Regions from separate parts of the Triticum aestivum genome. Here region 2 is linked to region 1. Evidence: chromatin contacts called from public Hi-C data. All regions are on one chromosome and are shown on one strand. Each heading gives the region's core, a stretch centred on a gene start, on an enhancer-like site or on the middle of the called end of the contact. The rest is flanking DNA. Distances are from core to core; before and after follow the strand shown.

Region 1 (6,446 bases), core at 1,643-4,142:
TCTTGAAGTATGGAGTTGTTTGATAGGTATGTTATCCAATCTACCAAACTCCCTTTGAAATTTTCTGGGGCCTTTGATACACGTGTGGGCTCTTCACCGGTGACCATTTCAAGTAAGACTACACCAAAACTATAGACATCCCCTTTTGGCGTGGCAACAAGGGTGTGCGTGTACTCAGGAGCTACATAACCCAAGTCGCCGAACTCGCCATTGACGAATGTGCTCAGGTGGGTGTCAATTGGATTCATAAGCCTTGCCAACCCAAAATCAGAAATCTTAGGCTCATAGTCATCATCAAGTAGTATGCACTTGGAGCTAATATTGCGGTGAAGAATTCGGGGGTTGCAACTGTGATGAAGCCACGCCAACCCTCTGCCAGCCCCAATGGCAATTTTTAGCCTCATTGGCCATTCCAGAGCCTCTCTATCACTGCCTTCATGGTGTAGTTGATCATAGAGTGAACCCTTGGGCATGTACTTGTACACCAAGAGCCTCTCTTTCTTAGCAATACAATAACCTAACAGTGGAACTAAGTTGCGTTGCCTAGCGCTTCCCAATGTTGACATCTCGGATGTGAATTGGCTCTCTGAATGCTGAGTTTCTTGCAGCCTCTTGATAGCAAGGAATGAACCATCAGGAAGTGTAGCTTTGTACATAGTTCCGGAATGAACAGTTCCAATAATGTTTTCCTTGGTAAAATCGCCTGTTGCCGTCATCAGATCATTCAATTTCATCTTTGAAACTGATTTCTCAAACATTGATACCTGTAATGAGAATTTACAGAAACACATGTGACAATAGCCAACCAAAAGTTTGTATGCCTAAGCTGATAAGTCATGTTTTCGATACGTCTGGTGCTTAAAATAAATGGCTGACAGCTATACTTCTAGTTAAATACTACTCCTATGATACAGGTTATTCTTCAAGGCAAAAGATATATGTATAAGAATATTCTGCTTTTGTATTTTGCAAAAACGTTAATCTGATTAGAATAGATACTGATAATTTGGTATCTCCAGTTCTGAATCTTCACAAAGATGAAACATCTTTTTCTGGGGCAAGACGCGACAGATTTTGTCAGTTAGAAACAAAGGACGGCTAACATTTTTTTAATATAAATACAAAACTAGATAGCATCTCAGGATCAGGGGAGGTTGGGGGGGGGGGGGGGCATACCTTCACTCCTTTTGCTCCCTTGATAGACTTCGCCCACTTATTTTCTTCCAGGTCCTTTTCCTTCTTTGTGGCAGGCATTTTCCGCAAGAAAATGAATAAAATCACACCAACAATGATTAAAGTGATGACTGCACCAGCAACAGCAGAACCAGCAATCACCCCTGTACGACTGCTTGAAGAGGCAGTGCAATCACCGCTAAGAGGTTTCCCACAGAGGTCTTGATTTGCGAAATTGGATGATGAGAATTTGCTTAGAGATGATGGGATCTGGCCTGATAATTTATTGTTAGCAACATTGAACTCGGTTAAGCGAGAAAGACCAGCAAACTGCCCTGGGATTGCTCCAGTCAACTTGTTATTCTGTAAACTGACAACATTCAGATAAGTGCAGTTAGCTAGCGATTCTGGAATCTCCCCAGAGAAGCTATTATACGAGAGATCAAGGTTTGTGATGTATGGAAGCCGTTTTGAGATGTCAACCGGGATTGGCCCGGAAAGGCTGTTGCTTGACAGATCCAGCGAAGTCATGCTACTACAGTTCTCGAGTCCATCAGGGAATTGGCCCTTAAGATCCATGCTGCTAAGCCGAAGAGAAAGAATCCGGTTTTCATTAGGATGCCAACACTCCACGCCGTTAAAACTGCATATGGATCCTTCTTTGTTGTCATCAAATGTCCAATGCAGCTTGTTGTTCGGATCAACTGATGCCTTCAACCTCTTCAGACATTGGATGTCAGTCACTGTGCTATAGCATGGCTGACAGAGCATAAGGCAGAGAAGGATTTGGACCAGAGCAGCATAGAAACACCGAATGGCCATCCTAGCGTGCTGTCTACTTCAACGTCCAGAGTTTATCATGAAGCTTTCTCAGTGCCTAAAAGGAAACATGCGACAAACAATGAAAATCTTGGCAAGATATATGTAAACCAAACATGTAGTAGTGATCTAAACGCTCTTATATTTCTTTACGGAGGGAGTAAATCCCAACAGAGCATACTGATTTTAGCAATGCACAAGCATTAAACTATAACCAAAAAAGATAACTAATGAGCCCTGGCACTAATGTATCCGAATGAGCACATCATAATTAATACTTGCCCTACTTAATTAAGATGCACACTGCATGGAGATCAGTGGATGGCAAAACTGAATAAAAGGAATCTGGATCAAAACAACGCGTTGGCAAACCAAATTTGCCGCTCACGGATCCATATAACGGACAGAAGCCGAGGACTGCAGCGAGACTCGGATTTGGTTGCCCGCGGCACAGAACATGCAAACAAATCAGGGAAAGTGAAATCGGTGCGGGGGCGTTTGGCCGGTGGCAGCAAAGCAGAGGATGGAAGCTGAGTTGCTGGCAGTGGCCGGAAACGGTGAGAGCGCGGATGAAGGTTACCTCGGCGTCCCGCCGTAACTAGCGTCGCGGCCGCCAACCGATCCCGTGTCGCGAGCTCGCCGTCGCGACCAGCCCAGCAGAGCCGAGCCGATCGTCGATCTCGCTGCAGCCTCGCCCTCGTTGCCAGCCAGCCGGCCGTCACGCTGACCGGTCAAGCAGGGGCGGTGGAGCTCTCCGTGGATCCCGGCGCCTCCCGGTCGCGGTCGGCGAGCGTGTTTGGGGGTCGGAGTCGGAGTGGGGCGGTGGCGTGGTTCGAGGTTTCGGGGCTGGAGCCGGAGCGTGGACTGGACTATGCTGACGGGAGTGTTTTTTTTTTTGAGGGAGCCTGAGACTGGGGCCCACTGGTCGGTCGCTGGATTTGGACCACCTATGCTGGTCAACTAAACGGTGAGCGGAAGGAGAACGAGGAAATTTCACAGCTTGGAGCATCTCCAAGAGCCGCGCAAAATGAGCGTCGCGCTACAAATTTGGCCTTTTTAGCGCGCGCAAGCGGTAGAGTGGCTCCAGCGGACGCGCAATAAACATGAGCACGGCATATAGAGTTGGGCATGCGGTTCGAATCGCCATCGCGTGCTGTGTATTTGATGCGCCCGCTTTCGCGTGTGGCACACTCGAGCGCTCGCGCCGCACTCTCTCCGCCGTGCCACCTTCGCCCCGCATGCGCAGTCGCCGGCGAACTGGCCCGATGGACGCCCCCGCTGGCACCCCCCACCCCTTCCTACAGCCGCGACCACTCCGCCGTCGCCACCGCCGCCGCAAACCCTAGCGCGGTGAGCTTTGGCTTTGCCCCCGCCGGAGTTCCTCCGAGCACTGGCATCGCACGCGGCCTCTTCATGCCGCCGCAAATGACCTCGGTGGCGGGTGGCGTCGCGCAGGCGCCCGCCGTACCACATGCCCCCTCTCGAAGTTGCCAAATGCGGCGCGACCGAAGAAGGGCAAGGTTTCCGCGAAGAAGAACAAGGCGACAGACGGCTCCGGCTCCTCCAAGCAGTCGAGGAAGAAGCTTGCAGGGCGTACGACGGGCGCGGCGGCTACCGAAGCGCCGGCGAGCTCACTCGTTGAACCGGCGGCCGACGCGCACAATGTGTTGAAATGCCCGAAAGGTATAAAATTTCGCCAACTTTTTTGTTGTTGTTATTTTTTGAATGCATACATATAGATAGCTTATTTTCATTGTTCTACATACTTTGTAGTGTCAACGATGATGCATACATGTCAACTATGGGTGTTGGCTCCAACAATTCGCATTGGTCTCAAACCAATGACATGCAGTTTGAAGACCATGAGTTCGAGGTGGACGAGGATGGTGAGGGCATTGTCGACGCACCGAAAGGAAGAGGAGGCAACTACACCAACGACGAAGACGTCGTGCTATGCAAAACTTGGTTGGACGTGTCGAGGGATCCATCCGTTGGAGGTGATCAAAGTAGAGATGCTTATTGGCTCCGGATGAAAGAACACTTTGATCTACGCAACGTGAGTGGAATTGACCGCTCCGCATGATCTCTTCGCTCCCAGTGGTCGACAATCAACAAGGATTGTCAACAATGGGCGGCCGCACAAAAGGCGGTTGACAAGTTGAACCCAAGTGGCACCAATGATGAAGATAGGGTAAGTGCCATTTCATCATTCATGTTCATCATGCTTGTTGTTGGTGTTTCTTGTGCTAACTTGTTTTGTTTTCATGTAGTTAAATATTGCACAAAACTTGTTCAAAGGAGAGGAGAAGAGGACCAAGAAGGGGAAGATCAGGAAAGGAAGACCATTTGCTATGAAGTACTGAAGGATGATGAGAAATGGAAGAAGCGTGAAGATATTGATGATTTGGATTTGAGCAAAAAAACGCAAGCGAATAATTGATTTGGAAGATGAGGAGGAGAATGCATCAAGTGATGATGGCAAGAGAAGCCCCACACCAACCTCGGTTTCATACTCGAAGCCAAAACGACCGGATGGCACCAAGAAAGATGCAAAAGAAAAGAAGAGGAAAGGAGATGATGAGCTCAAAAATGCTATCCAAGCAATTGTCAACGCAAGAAAAGAAGCTAATGAGGTGAGGAAGATGGCAAGGAACCAAGATGCCGCGATCGAGGAGAGGAGGGTGGCAGCCGAGGAGGGGAAAGTGGCATTGGAGGAGAGGAAGGTGGGCATGGAGGAGCGATCTAAATTGTTGGAATGGGAGAAGCACTTGTTCTTCTTGGACACATCTATGTTCAATGATGCGCAAAAGGAGTATGTCAATCTTGCTCGTGAAGAAGCCTTGATCCAAAAAAGATCCATGATTCGCGCAATGGGTGGCGGTGGCCTTGGCGGCATGGGAGGCATGTGTGGCATGGGTGCCATGGGTGGCTTTGGAGCTAGCATGGGCTCCATGGGTGCCATGGGTGGCTTTGGAGCTACCATGGAGATCATGGGAGGCATGGGTGGCTTCAGAGCACCTCCTGGCGGCATGGCCGGCATGGGTGGCATGAGTTTTGCGTCTCTGATTGGAGGCATGGGTGCACCTCCGGGCACCGATGTGCCACCTTCGCATGAAGATGCCGTTGAAGATCTTGCCAACGCCTTCCAAGCTTCATGTGATGAGGATGCGGCGCGCAACAATGAAGAGGAGGAGGAAGAATCGTCTTCGGAGGAGTCGGATGAATCGGAGGAAGATGAGGATGAAGACAAGGACGAGGCTTGATTGTTATGCCTTTCTTTTGTGTCATGAACTTGGTTTGTATTTTGAACTTGGTTGAATGATGTTGTGGGCATGAATTTGAACTTGTGGGCATGAACTTTTGGTCATCAACTTGTTTGTGATTTAAATTATATGCCATATCTTTGTTTTGTGATGTGTGAAATTTATTTTGTGTCCAAAATGCAATAAATATGACATGCACCGGCTGCTCGCGCGTGCTGCATTTTAGCGCGGCCGATGTAGCCAGCGCTGCGCCAAACCTGGCGATGGGCGCGCCACAAACCAGTTTTTAGCGCACCGCGCGTTAGGCGGCTATCGGAGATGCTCTTAGAACATCACTAGCAGCCCAGTATAAAGCCGTGACCCACAAATAACTACCAAAATACGGATCGACGCGGAAAATCCTGCCCGACCAGACCTTGCGAACGCATCCGGCTTGTAAATTTTTTTGAGGGGCGCGGTAAAGTCCCCTACCCGCGAAAACACATGTTTCTGCCCCGCCCCGACGAAACCTCGTATCCCAGGAAAGCAGTTGGAGGGAGGGACATTTCAGCCCACGCCATTTCCCCATCCCCTTCCGCCGTCGTCCGCCATTAGTTTCGCCCGTTCGCCACCGACCAAATCTGCGAGCGGAATCGCGCCGTGGGGCGCCCCTACCCTCTTCCACTGAGCCGCTTAAACGGCTCCCCGGAACCACCGATCCGAGTTGTCCCTAGTCGCCTTCGCCGCCCGGGATCCATCGGCCCGAGCCGACCCTTAGTCGCTGTCGCGCCTCGGGATCCACGGTTGCAAAGCACCGCCCCTGAGCTGAAGGAAATATGCCCTAGAGGCAATAATAAAGTTATTATTTATTTCCTTATATCATGATAAATGTTTATTATTCATGCTAGAATTGTATTAACCGGAAACATAATACATGTGTGAATACATAGACAAACAGAGTGTCACTAGTATGCCTCTACTTGACTAGCTCGTTAATCAAAGATGGTTATGTTTCCTAACCATAGACAAAAGAGTTGTTATTTGAGTAACGAGGTCACATCATTAGTTGAATGATCTGATTGACATGACCCATTCCATTAGCTTAGCACCTGATCGTTTAGTATGTTGCTATTGCTTTCTTCATGACTTATACATGTTCCTATAACTATGAGATTATGCAACTCCCGTTTGCCGGAGGAACACCTTGGGTGC
Region 2 (6,554 bases), core at 3,769-6,268, 320 kb after region 1:
TCGATTTGGTCAACGGAGGACCAAACCCGAAGCCCGCCGCCGCATCTGGTCTCGCCGGCGGTTAAACGCCGGCGGGTTGACCGCTTTGACCGGCGGGGTTTGACCCCGTCTGCCCAGGGGTTTGACCCCTCTCTCTCGCTGACGAGTGGGCCCATGCCTTGTTTAATTAGTGTTATTTTAATTAGTGTTAGTTAAGTAGTTAACTAGATGATCCACTAACACGTGGGCCCCGCACTGCTGACAGCTTAGTTAGGGCTAGTTTAGCACTAATTATCTCAGTTAGTTAACTGAGTCACTGACCAGTGGGTCCCACAGGTAAGGTTGACCTGGCCGACCCAGTTGACCTGCTGACGTCACACCGACGTCATGCTGACGCAGTAATCTGTTTTCTGGATTTTAAATAAATCTAAAATGATTTATTTATTTCAGAAAATATACAAAACTTCTAAAAATCATATAATTTCAACCGTAACCCCAAATGAAATAAATTATATATGAAAAATGATCAGAAAAATCCAATCTATCCATCTGCACTGGTTTCATGCATGTTTAAACAACTTAACCTTGCTATTTAGTGCAAAACATGATAAGGCACTATTTGGATTCATAATTTGAATTTGGGGTTGAACCTTTGGCTCAATATGACCCAAATCCATCTGGTTGTAGTTGCATTAGGCCAACACACTCATATTGTCATGTCATGAGCATGCATCATATTGTGCATTGCATTGATTGTATTTCTTCTCTGTTGCCGGTATCTGTCCCCTCTCGGTAGACGATGTTCCGACGTTGTGATCGTTGACACTGATGAAGACTCAATGCTATCTTCAGAAGTGCCAGGCAAGCAAAACCCCCTTGTTCATTCCGATACAATCCCACTCTCTCGCTCCTGCTCTCTTTTACTGCATTAGGACAACACTGATTCATCTGTTATTTGCTGCGGTAGCTGAACCCCTTTATCCTTTGCATGACCTGTCATTGCCACAGTAAATAGATGAAACCCACTAGCATGAGTAGGAGTTGTTTGAGCCCTGATGTGCCTACTCATCCATGTTTGTTTGTCATGCCTGCTACTGCTTAGAGTTGAGTCAGGTCTGATTCATCGGGGATGAACCGGAGGTGTGTGAACATGTCCTACTGTTGAGAGCTAAGTGTGTGAACACGATTTGGTAAAGGTAGCGGTGAGAGGCCATGTAGGAGTACATGGTGGGTTGTCTCATTGCAGCCGTCCTCAGGAACTGAGTTCTGTGTTTGTGATCCATGAACAGTTACTACCACACATTGGGTTCCGGTAACTCGACCCCTCTCGACTTATTAATTAGCATGATCTCTGTCCAGGAGTTGCAACTAGTTTTTGGTGTTTGTAGGTAGTGTTAGTAGTCTACCAAGTGGCACCCGGTACAGGTGGGCTTGGGACAGACTAGGCACAGTGGCCCGGTGTACCAAGTGGCACCCGGATGGTGGACTTGGGAACCCTGCACACATCGTTTGGGGCCGTGAGCGACACCCCGGCCGGATCTCCTTGCGGATGGAACCCGAATAGGCGATAAACCTGGACGAGAGACTTGTGTGGTTAGTCAGGTCGTGGCCGACACCCTCGCTGGGCTTCCGCTTGAAGGTTGCCGAGTACATGTCGTGTAAACGGCGGTAAGTGGTGAGAGCGTGTGTGAAGAAGTACACCCTTGCAGGGTTAATATGATCTATTCGAATAGCCGTGTCCGCGGAAAAGGACTTCTGGGTTGCCTGTACAGTTCATAGACAAGTGAAAGTGGATACTCTAAAATACGCAAGATAAGCGTGAGTGCTATGGATGGCGTTCTCGTAGGGAGACGGGAGCGGATCCATAGTGGTGTATTGATATGGTGAATATGTGGACTCGTGTGCGCCACCTCAAAAGAGTTACTTTCAGTCGTAGTTCAGGTTAGCCACCGAGTCAAAGCTGGCTTGCTGCAGTTAAACCCCACCATCCCCTTTGTTGATAATGATGCATATGTAGTTAGATCTGATGTAAGTCTTGCTGGGTACATTTGTACTCACGTTGCTTAATTTATGTTTTTGCAGAGAGACTTCAGTCTCGCTAGTAGTACCGCGTGGACTTCGACGTTTAGCTTGTTACCTCAGCTATGATCTTGTGCCCTCGGCAGGATCTGGTAGATAGTCAGGCTTCTCAGCCTTTTCATTTGTAGATGTCTGTACTCAGACATGTTAAGTTTCCGCTTGTGCTTGACTTGTTTGCTCTGAATGTTGGGTCATGAGACCCATGATTGTAATATCTCGCTCCTCGGAGCCTATTGAATAAAATACTTGAGTTGTAGAGTCATGTTGTGATGCCATGTTGTATTTGCACATATCGAGCATATTGTGTGTATGTTACTGAAATGCTTGGTATGTGTGGGATCTGACTATCTAGTTGTTTATCCTTAGTAGCCTCTCATACCGGGAAATGTCTCCTAGTGTTTCCATAGTAGCTTGCTACTGCTCCGGAACACTTAGGCTGGCCGGCATGTGTCCTTCTTCTATCCTATGTCTGTCCCTTCGGGGAAATGTCACGCGGTGAATTCCGGAGTCCTGTTAGCCAGCTACAGCCCGGTTCACCGAAGTCCTGCTAGCCCAGTGCTACAGCCTGGATTCACTCGCTGATGACCGACACGTTCGATGCTGGGTCATGGATGCCTGTCCCTGTAAGTTTGTGCCACTTTGGGTTCACGACTAGCCATGTCAGCCCAGGCTCCTTATCATATGGATGCTAGCGACACTATCATATACGTGTGCCAAAAGGCGCAAACGGTCCCGGGCAAAGGTAAGGCGACACCCGTGGGAATACCGTGCGTGAGGCCGCAAAGTGATATGAGGTGTTACACGCTATATCGATGTGGCATTGAGTCGGGGTCCTGACACCTCGCCTCAATCCCCTCATCTTCTTGCCCACCCCGTTGCCACACCGTATTTGCCCATCTTGATGCACCGCCTCGTGCTCCTCGTGGATCTTGCTGCCACCGATCCCTTGAAAAAATTCAGGCATACAAGGAAAAGCGTACATGGATGGATGGACCTGCTAGTCTAATCAGCCGGAGTAGACTTCTTGATTTGGCGTGGAACCGAATCCCACTCACGCCACAACAAACCATGACAAGAATTATGGCAAGGAAGGAGTAAGTAGTAAAGTGTAACCAGACAAGATAAAGGTACATATAAATTATAAGTATATAAGGACATACAATTGGATGGGAAAGCAACTCCCCGAAGTTGTATATGTTGTCACACAGTAAAGCAGCAAGTGAGAGGTCAAATGCCAGGTTCTGCAGGTAATTATTGGAAATCGGAAACAACAACCATCAAATCCAATTTTTCATGCCGAAAGAGCAGGCAAGCAACAATACCTGTTTGAGTGGTTCTGAAAGTGACTCCACTGTTGTGTATGCAAGATATAGAAGAGCATTTTTATAAAATTCAGAATAGTCTTGACACACTTTATGGTACTGAGAACATAACTAATAATAGGTCGAAAGTACTGAAGGATCAACATCGCCCATGCTATCCAAAGTGGTTTTACCCTCGTCTACCAGTTTCTTACACTCCTTTTGATTCCCTTTCTCAAGAAGAAAACTTGCAATCTGCATCTTCAAATACAGAATGGGCTCTTCAACCCGTGATTCCTTGGTATCACGCAGTTTTGAAATTACGCCTTCGAGATAGCTTATACCAGCATCTTTATCTGAATACTGGAGTGAAACTACTACTGCGAAGTGAGAAAATTTAAGAAGATTGATCTTGCTCTCAAAATCAGAGATGAAATGAGTATACGGCTGAATCAGAGCATCGCCTGCCTATACAAAAGGAAAAGACCACACAGTGGTGATAAGCCCCGTGACATGGAAAGCAATATCTCGAGAAAGCAACCAAATGTAATGCAAGTATTTCAGAAATCATGATGAAACTTTCAGAACAGAAAATGTGGTACATGTACATCTGTGACATATTACTATATTAGACAACAAAAATATTATGATTATACTTCTTCAGATTTTTGCGCTACTGAACTGAACCAAAAACATGCAGCTACTTGGACATCTCTTCATCATAAGACTCATGATATTTGTAATACATGAGAAAAATGCTCAATATCATCATCAGACGGCCCGTGAATCACAGGTCGCATAACATAACAAAGTGCAGGTCGTAACATATATAATTAACAAATCAAAAGAGTGAATTAAGACGTTGCTCTGAACTGAAGCAAGACAGACCGTTTTGTGCAAGACACCCAAAAGGGACTTGGCAGCAGCGAGTTTATCAGCTAGCTTCAGCCAAAGGGAGTCGCCTTACCCACCTTTTTTTGGAGGCCAAATCGAGCAGAGGAGGCGGCGGGGGAGAACTGGACCAGGCCCCCTAGGAGGCCCTCGAGTTGCCTCCACTTCATCTCCTTCACTCGTTGTCGCCGTAGCCGTCGCCGCATAGGCACTCACTGGAGGAGACCCGCATCGAGGCAGATCATAGATCGAAGCCGCCACCGCCATCTTCTCCTCCCTCCAGGCGACGAAGCTGGTGTGGCTGCATGGGAGAGCAGAGCCAGTTCCTCTCCCGCTGGCTGGCGCTGCTAATGGCGGCGGATTAGATGGGAGAGGAAACGAGGGAGAGGGAGGTCGCGTGAGTGGGCTGCCTTCGTGGTGAGGATAATAGATGGAGGTTAGCGGGGAGGTGTTATCTGGGGTGGATGGTAACTACGCACCAACCAATCACAGGGACAGTATATACATCGACGTGGCACGGCTCAGCGATCGCCCCTTGCGCGACTGTTAAAGGGTTTGATGGCAAGGCTTCACGTCAATGAGCCGCGCTCTCCACGTCAATGGTTGACAATGGCGCGGAGAAGGACCGCCGAATACCAGGCTCTGGATGCACAAGAACAGATGGCCAAATGTAGCAACATGTGCACATGACCCAATCTTACAAGTGATCACTCCATAAACACTGCAAAGGCACGAAACACTCGTCCTGCACGCTCGAAGCTAAACGCCACGTACCTATCAACCATGTTGCTTAACACAACTCCCAACTCCCAAGCTGCCAGCAATCCATCCAATCCACCAACAACCTGCAAAGTTGCAAGTCACGAGCCCGATGCACTGTGGACACACGCATCTCCGGCCACGCGCAGACCCACGAGACGCTACCGCCCGATGCCGCCACGACGGCGCGCCGGCCTTGCTCTCCTCGCCCACCTGTGCGTGTCGCTCGCTTCCGCGGCGTCCTACAGCGTCGTCGACTACGGCGCCGTGGCCGACGGCCGGACGGACTGCGCGGGGGCGTTCCTCCGCGCGTGGGCCGCGGCGTGCGGTGCGGAAGGCGAGGGCCCGTCCGCGGTGGTCGTGCCGGCAGGCGAGTTCTTGGTTTCCAGGGCGAGGTTCAGCGGGCCGTGCCGGAGAGGCGCGGTGGCCGTGAACATCATGGGCACGGTGCTCGCGCCCGTGCCGTACGCCGGCGTGCAGCTCTGGATCGTGTTCCAGAACGTGGACGGGGTGTCCGTCGTCGGCGGCACGCTCGACGGCAGGGGCCAGGCCTACTGGGCGTGCCGGAGAGCCGGCGGCGACTCCTCTTGCCCCGCCGCCACCAGGGTCAGTACGTGCTTTTCTTTCAGAAAAAGAATGAGCCGGGAGATAATCCATAAACCCAAATGATTTGGGGATGCTCCGTCGCAGTCGTTCACGATCTACCGGTCGAGGAACGTGGTGATCCAAGGCCTGACGTCCCTGAACAGCGCGGGCATCCACGTCACCGTCCAGGCGAGCACCGGCGTGGCGATAGTGGACACGGTGGTGTCGGCGCCGGGGAACAGCCCCAACACGGACGGCATCCACGTCAAGCAGTCAAGCGGCGTCACCATCCGGAACGCTGTCATCGGCACCGGCGACGACTGCATCTCCATGGTCGAGGGCTCGTCGGACGTGTGGATTCAGGGCGTCACTTGCGGCCCGGGGCACGGCATCAGGCGAGTGACGAGGCCCAACCCTGTCCATCCACTGCTGATAAGTGTCTAATAATCTCTTCCGTGTGCTGTGCCATTGCCAGTATTGGGAGCCTGGGAGACACGCCGGAGCAGGTGGCCGTGCGGAACATCACCGTGAAGGCCGTGACGCTCGCCGGGACGACCAACGGGCTGCGGATCAAGTCGTGGGCGAAGGCCAACAGCGGGCTCGTCGACGGCGTCGCTTTCTCGGACGTGGTCATGAGGGACGTCCGGAACCCGATCATCGTCGACCAGAACTACTGCCCCGGCAACATCAGCTGCCCCACCGAGGTGTCGTACCCGTCCATCATCACACTCTTGTCAACACTGTATTTTCAGGGAGCTCTGCTGAGTGCCGACACGGTGTGCTATATTACTTTCAGGGTTCGGGAATCAAGATCACCAACGTGTCATACACGAACGTCGAGGGGACGTCGGCCACGCCGGTGGCGGTGCGGTTCGACTGCAGCCCGAGCCGGCCGTGCACCGGAATCACCACGCGTAACGTTTGGCTGGGGTACGGGGAAAGGCGGCGAGCGGCCGAGTC

Evidence for each region. Hi-C and Micro-C count contacts between places; a contact is called where the count stands out from the background.
Region 2: a Hi-C map of leaf shows a contact between it and region 1, with 4 times the contacts expected there. The contact joins the promoter of LOC123091200 here to the promoter of LOC123091198 in region 1. A contact is called at or near these places in 2 of 5 Hi-C or Micro-C datasets (both in leaf).

What each region holds. Positions count from the first base shown.
Region 1 is chr4B:89,134,059-89,140,504 of IWGSC CS RefSeq v2.1, forward strand. LOC123091198 (probably inactive leucine-rich repeat receptor-like protein kinase At5g48380) reads right to left here and starts at 2,893. Exons shown (of 3, transcript XM_044512630.1): 1 at 2,573-2,893; 2 at 1,177-2,050; 3 at 1-764. The coding sequence starts at 1,995.
Region 2 is chr4B:89,448,242-89,454,795 of IWGSC CS RefSeq v2.1, forward strand. It overlaps LOC123091200 (polygalacturonase), which reads left to right and starts at 5,019. Exons shown (of 4, transcript XM_044512631.1): 1 at 5,019-5,615; 2 at 5,700-5,989; 3 at 6,070-6,298; 4 at 6,391-6,554. The coding sequence starts at 5,034. It overlaps LOC123091201 (26S proteasome non-ATPase regulatory subunit 13 homolog B), which reads right to left and starts at 4,916. Exons shown (of 2, transcript XM_044512632.1): 1 at 4,331-4,916; 2 at 3,427-3,827. The coding sequence starts at 4,456. The coding sequence ends at 3,492.